2 separate regions of the Sus scrofa genome follow, and region 2 is linked to region 1. Evidence: chromatin contacts called from public promoter capture Hi-C data. All regions are on one chromosome and are shown on one strand. Each heading gives the region's core, a stretch centred on a gene start, on an enhancer-like site or on the middle of the called end of the contact. The rest is flanking DNA. Distances are from core to core; before and after follow the strand shown.

What was found. Promoter capture Hi-C pulls out the DNA fragments that hold promoters and counts their contacts.
Region 2: a promoter capture Hi-C map of liver shows a contact between it and region 1, with 2.4 times the contacts expected there. The contact joins the enhancer-like site here to the promoter of CDS2 in region 1. A contact is called at or near these places in 1 of 5 promoter capture datasets (liver), 13 of 47 Hi-C or Micro-C datasets (alveolar macrophages, blood, embryonic fibroblasts and 5 more) and 2 of 2 datasets of contacts at active chromatin or transcription factors (alveolar macrophages and skeletal muscle).

The regions. Positions count from the first base shown.
Region 1 is chr17:14,150,348-14,153,492 of Sscrofa11.1, reverse strand. It overlaps CDS2 (CDP-diacylglycerol synthase 2), which reads right to left and starts at 1,683. Exons shown (of 13, transcript NM_001166673.1): 1 at 1,627-1,683. The coding sequence starts at 1,683.
Region 2 is chr17:14,200,869-14,204,013 of Sscrofa11.1, reverse strand. CDS2 (CDP-diacylglycerol synthase 2) reads right to left here. Exons shown (of 13, transcript NM_001166673.1): 5 at 2,769-2,908; 6 at 1,390-1,448; 7 at 205-287. Among named protein-coding and RNA genes, the nearest start is that of CDS2, 51 kb to the right of the region's middle. Within about 2 kb of position 1,568, at least 7 of the 83 cell types and tissues checked have an H3K27ac peak or open chromatin away from gene starts, as enhancers often do. A contact at or near this core is called in liver, where this site is marked.

The sequences.
Region 1 (3,145 bases), core at 434-2,933:
GAGCTCTTCCAGGCCAAACAAGGACATTTAATAGGAATATTAGAGACTTTCAAGTACATTGTCTCTGTAAGTGACTCCTTTTTTTTTTTTTTTTTTTTTGGTCTTTTTGCTATTTCTTGGGCCGCTCCCGCGGCATATGGAGGTTCCCAGGCTAGGGGTCGAATCGGAGCTGTAGCCACCGGCCTACGCCAGAGCCACAGCAACACAGGATCCGAGCCGCGTCTGCAACCTACACCACAGCTCACGGCAACGCCGGATCGTTAACCCACTGAGGAAGGGCAGGGACCGAACCCGCAACCTCATGGTTCCTAGTCGGATTCGTTAAGTGACTCCTAAACTTGCACCCAAGCCCTAAATTTTCTCCAAAACATATTCTAAAAATCATTATGGAGAGTTTTAAACAAAACTGTTTAAAATCCCTTTTCTTTCACCCAAAACAGTCCTTCCAGTGTAATTGCTCTCTTGACACCCCGACACTAAATCTTGTGCTTTTCTTCCTTCCTGCCATCTCCCTAGTGTTCCTTTCCTCCAGTTATCAAAAACAAAAAGCTCAGGAATGGTACTATACGCCGGGTGTAGGGCAACAAGGATGGGTGGGAACAGCTGTCCCAGCCAAATAATTCAGGTGGAAATGTGATGGCAGATCTTCCAATTATCCAAGACAAGGAATAAATTCGGATTGTTGGGAGAAACGCTCTGGTGTTTAATGCAACATAGGGACCAAAGAAAACATCTGTAGGTCACCAGTTGGCAACCTGTGAGTTAACCAGTCTCTCTCATTCTGGTCCACGCTCCCTCAGTCCACTCTACACATCACTGTCAGATCAATTTACCAAAAGCACTGCTCCTGATCACTGCTAACTCCAGGCTGGAAATACTACCACGAAGTTTATACTGTCATTCAACGTCCAAAGTAACAACCACTCACCTTTCTCAAGTCCCCTACCTTTTACTTCAATCAAAGGAGTCTAGCCCCTCATCCCTCACCCAGCTATGTCCCTGCCAAGATGGCCTCTTTTCTACCCTCCTCTTCTACCCCATCAACGCCCACATTTGAAGCAAGATACAAGCCTTCTATTGGGAAAATACACACGAGTTAAAGAAACGTCTCTGCTTAAAATCAAGAGATTTAACCTAAAGCTAACAGAAGGGATCCAAACTTCCGAACAAGCAAATCCCATGGCCTTGTCTTGATACACCCCCCCCCACATCCAAGAAACATTTTAATGGAGAGCAGAGGTCACGCTCAGAGGAGTCTTTGCGGGGTCTCCACGTCTTCACACCCAGGAAGGCCTTGGGGAGGTGGAGGGCTGGTGGGGTACCCTCACCAGCCCTGGGAGGCAGGTGGACGTGCGCAACCCCTCGCGCGCTCCTTCCCGCGCCCCAGAGATACTACCCCCAACCGGACTCCAGAGCCAGGTCCCCGGGACCCCGACCTGCTGAACCCTGGCGCGCGCACAGCGGGGCTCCGCAACCGAGGACCCTCCGCGCCGACCAGGCCAGGGGGCGCCGGCGGCCGCTCCAAAGAGTCAGATGGAGAGATGACCCCTCTGCGCGCTCCCCTCACGGACCTCCGGGGGACGCCGCTGCCCAGCCGCGCCCACCCGATGCCCAAGCTGCCGCTACCTTGTCCTCGGGCGGTGCGTCCGGGTCGTGGACCACCCTCTGCCTTAGTTCCGTCATGCTGGAGACACCGGTGCTAGGTCGCCGCGAGCGAGTACCGCAGCCGCTGGGGCCGGCAGCTCAGCGCTCCAGCCCCGCCTCGGCTGAGCAGCGCGCGGCTCCGCAGCGGCTCCCAGGCCCCACGGCAGCCCGGCCTGCAGTCCTGGAACTCGGCCCCGCCCGGTGCTGCAGCCGCCCTTTCACCCGGGCTGAGCGCAATCAGCCTCCTCAGCCCTGGCCCGCTAGCTCCTTCTCTCGGGAGGGCCCCGGAACCAGCGCGCAGGCGCACCGCCGCCATCATGGCCACAGAGATCCACCAATGGCGCGAACCCGTCAGAGAGGAGGGGCGCTGGGGGCGGGGCAAGCAGAGCGGGATGGAGGGGGCGTGCCCTGGATAGCAACATGACGGGGCGTGGAAAGGCGTGCGCGTCCGAGAGAGACTAGCCAATGGGAGCTCAAGAGCTGGTACCCTAGGTCCTAGAGGTAACAGATAGCTAGGGGCCGTGGGTGGCAGCTCCCAGGCTCCAGCCTGTCTTGTGCTTGCTCACCTCGGCTCCCTGTCCTCTGTAGCCGGGGCTCTTCCCTTGCACAGTTAAGTAGTTAGGACCTGAGGGGAAAAGCCTGGGAAATCCACCTGTGTTAGAGAAGGAGCTCAAGCCAAACTTTAACCTGCCTCGCCTTGCCAAATTATCTTCTACCACTTACTGAGCGTTAATTATATGCTGGGCATTATACTATGTGATCTTTTTAATTTATCCCATTTAATCTGCACAACACTTGGAAGTGGATATGATTTCCATTTTATAGATAAGACTTCACAATTATTCAGATTTCTTTTCTGTCATCTGTACTATTGAAAGACCTTTTTTGGACAGGAATACTGACTACTTTGTTCACATCCTGATCCCCTATGTACCTGACATACCTGTTCAATAGATTTAAAGTTTCTCCTAAAGGAAAATGATTTAGCCAAGGTCTCATGGCTAAAAAGTGTCCACTGAGAATCAGAACACAGATTTGTTTGCGCCTACTCTAACCACTGTACTGATTCCTGCCCTTCCTAAATTCATTGTTAATATCTGTTACTCAAGCATTGCCTTCAGCGGTTTCTGTTTACTGCCTTGTAAATGATATAAAACAACTTTAAAATGGGGTCTCTTCCCTTAAGCATATTGTTGTTGAAGAGAGAAATATGCACACACGGGAGCTGCAATTTTGTATTGACAATTTTGACGTGCGCCGTGGGGTTTGGGAAATTAGTGAGAATTCTGACAAGGGCATTGTATTTTCTTGTCTTCTATGAAAGTATATTCAGAAAGCACAGTTTAACTACCAGGGTTTATAACTCCCTACAGTTTGGCCCAAACCTTTTATCCATTGCACTCAGCCCTCACGAGCTAATGGAGCTCAGGCCAGGTACAATTCTGAAGTCACTACTGTAGTAAACAGGGATCAGGTGTTCAGACTTCTGGAAGTAAAAGCT
Region 2 (3,145 bases), core at 319-2,818, 51 kb before region 1:
ATCAGGCCCCACCTGACATCTACTGAAGCAGAAACTCAGGAGTGGGGGGTCAGCAATCTGTGCAGTAACCAGGCCTGTGGGGTATGCCGATGTAGCTCAGGTGAGAGCCCCTGGCTTGGACAGTAATCAGGATTTCTGAGCCCACCTATTCAAAAGAACACCCGCAAAATAAAAGGAAGACCACCCCTCACTGACATCACTCACCAGATCATGCCTTCAAACAGGTTGTGGATAACGAGATGCGACTGGGTTACAACAATCAGTAATGTTACATGGGTCCAGCCAAACTGCAAAAAGAAGATGAGGAATAAAGTGTATCAGTTTACCCTGGAACAGTTAATACCAAATAGGAAATTGCTGAGAAACAGGTAGGAGAGAGACTTGTTTCCGTACCTATCTTACTGGAAGTGAAAAGGTATACCTACTCCTGGGCATCTATCCAGAGTAAACCATGACTCGAAAAGTTACATACACCCCAATGTTCGTTGCAGCACTATACACAATAGCCAAGACATGGAAGCAACCTAAATGCCTATGGACAGAGGAGTGGAAAAAGAAGATATGGTACATATACGCAATGGACTACTACTCATCCATAAAAAGGAACGAAATAATGGCATTACAGCAACACAGATGGACCTAGAAATTATCATGCTAAGCGAAGTTAGACAGACACAAATGTCATATGTTCTCCCTTATATGTGGAAATTTAGAAAAGGATACAATGAACTTCTTTGTAGAATAGATACTAACTCGCAGACTTTGAAAAACTTATGGTTACCAAAGGAGATAGATTGGGGGTGGGGGGAATGTGCTGGGGGTTTGGGATGGAAATTCTATAAAACTGGGTTATGATGATCATTGTTCAATTATAAATATAATAAAATTTATTGAGTTAAAAAAAAAAAAGAAAAGGTATAGAACAGGCCTCTAGGATTGACCATGTTTCCTAGCTATAGGTCCCATCAAAAGCAGAGCCCACATGGCTCACTAGTTGGTCCTTCTATGCTCCAAAAGCCCAGGTACTTGTGTTTTCTTAGTAAGTTTTTTGTTTTTTGCTTTTGCTTGGGACACTCAGAGAGGGTATGTTCTCAAGTTGAGGGAGTACATAGCAGGTAGGATATCTGTGGGCAACGCCTGAAGCTTCACCTTGAGTCTTACTGACCTCAGGCCACCCTGAGGTCCAGTAGAGAGATTGCTTAGGGTGTAAATGATGTAACAGTGATTGGCTCAGTGAGGATGCCTCCTTCATCCTCTAGGTTCTAGATGCACAAGAACAGACTACATTCCAGGGCTGATTTATCACAGAAAGGATAAGGGGCCTGTGGAATTTCTGCATAATTTCATATATGCCAGGAATTGTGACAATGACGCACAGATTTCCCTTACCATGTAAAATTGCAGTCGATAATGCTTCTTGACCAGACTCAGCACAAACATGCAGAATCCTAGATTGAGGACAAAGAGCAAAAATAAATCACATTCCGCATTTATCTTTGTCCTAGTCTTTAGCTGTGTTAAGCGGTCCTTTGCTAATTTCCTGGCAGCCGTTAACCAGGGCACAAATCCACAGCCCCAGGGAATAAAACCTTCGAGACAATCAGAGGAAGGCAGTATTTTAAAATCTTGAAGACTACACAGAACTTAGGACACAGTTCACCCAATAGAAATGCTTTTGATCTTAGAGTAGGGGCAAACAATGGTCAGGCCAGCTGTCTGTTTTTATAAACAAATTTTATTGGAACACAGCCACACCTATTTGTGTACATATTGTCTAGGGCTGCTTCTTTGCAGCAGAACTGAGGTGCTGCAACAGAGACCCTCTGACCACCCCCCTGCAAAAAAAAACCTATAATATTTATTATCTGGACCTTTAAGAAAAAGTTTGCTGACCTCTGTCCTCAAACATAGAGGTCTGGCAGAGGGACCTACCTGGTATGGGGCCAAGGCCATCCTTGCATCTCTCTCCCACTGGGCCGTATGACCAAAATCCCGGGTAAAAAAGAGACGTTTACCCCTAAGTGTCCCTCAAAAAAAGAGCACATTCCTGTTGGAGACCCTGGCCTCCCTATGTGGGGCTGCTCCTAAGCTCTGAGGCGGGCTCTCTGACTTTCCCCAACCCTGCAGCCTATTTTAATAGCCAGGTGCCATTCACAGAGCCAAGGGTTGCTAGCAAGCTGATGAAAAATAGGTCAGGCTGAAATTTAGGTCAGAATAAACTTCTCATATGCCTCAAAAGGGCTTTGCGGGCAACCATGAAGAACACTCACATTACTAGACCTCTTGCACAGTCTTGAGTTTTAGATTGACAGAGCACTTAAACTGTTTGTCAAGATCAAATCCTCACGGTAACTCTGCTGTTTTGGCTCTACATTACAGGAGAGCTAACTGAGACTCAAAGAGTAAGCTCCTAGCTCCTCTGAAGTCACAGGTCTTTTTAGCCCAAATCAGTAAAATTTCCACTAAACTGCAAAGCCCCTTTTTATGCCCGAGTTCCTGGGTGGTTTTTATTTCGATCAGAATCTCTGCCAGCAAGGAAGGTCAGCAAACTCCAGCCCTACAACTACATGAGCCCCTTATTTCATTTCTCTTAGTAAAGAATTGCTATGGCTCGTGGAAGGCAAAGCCCTCGGCTCTCTCTGCTCCCCTGTGTGGTCAGAGTTCATGTCATCAAAACCTTACACCAACCAAGAAATGCCCCAACTTCAATTCAGCAGACTTGCAAAAACAAGACAGGGACAAGAAGTGGTGAGCCACTTAATGCATACCTGTTAGATAAAGGGTAAAGGAGATGAATCGGTGGTATTTACTGAGAATCCGCAAAGGCTCCTCTCTCTGGACTAGGGTGAAGAAGTAATCTGTCACTGTTTCACCATAGAAGAAATAATTTACACACAGTAGAAAGTACCTGTAAAAGAAGACTGGTCACTGCCAAGGGCCCCTCCTTTAGAGTGAGACTGGCAAAAAGCCCTGGGCACCAGAGGAGCAGACCACCCGACCCTGAGATCCCTGGGGCAGCTCGCAGAGAGGGGCAAGCAGACCACAGTCCCCTATTCCCTGGTGACACTGAAGGTGAGACGTTTATCTAGAAATGTGTGGCTTGGGAGTTCCATTGTGGCTCAGCAGTAACAAACTCAACTAGTAT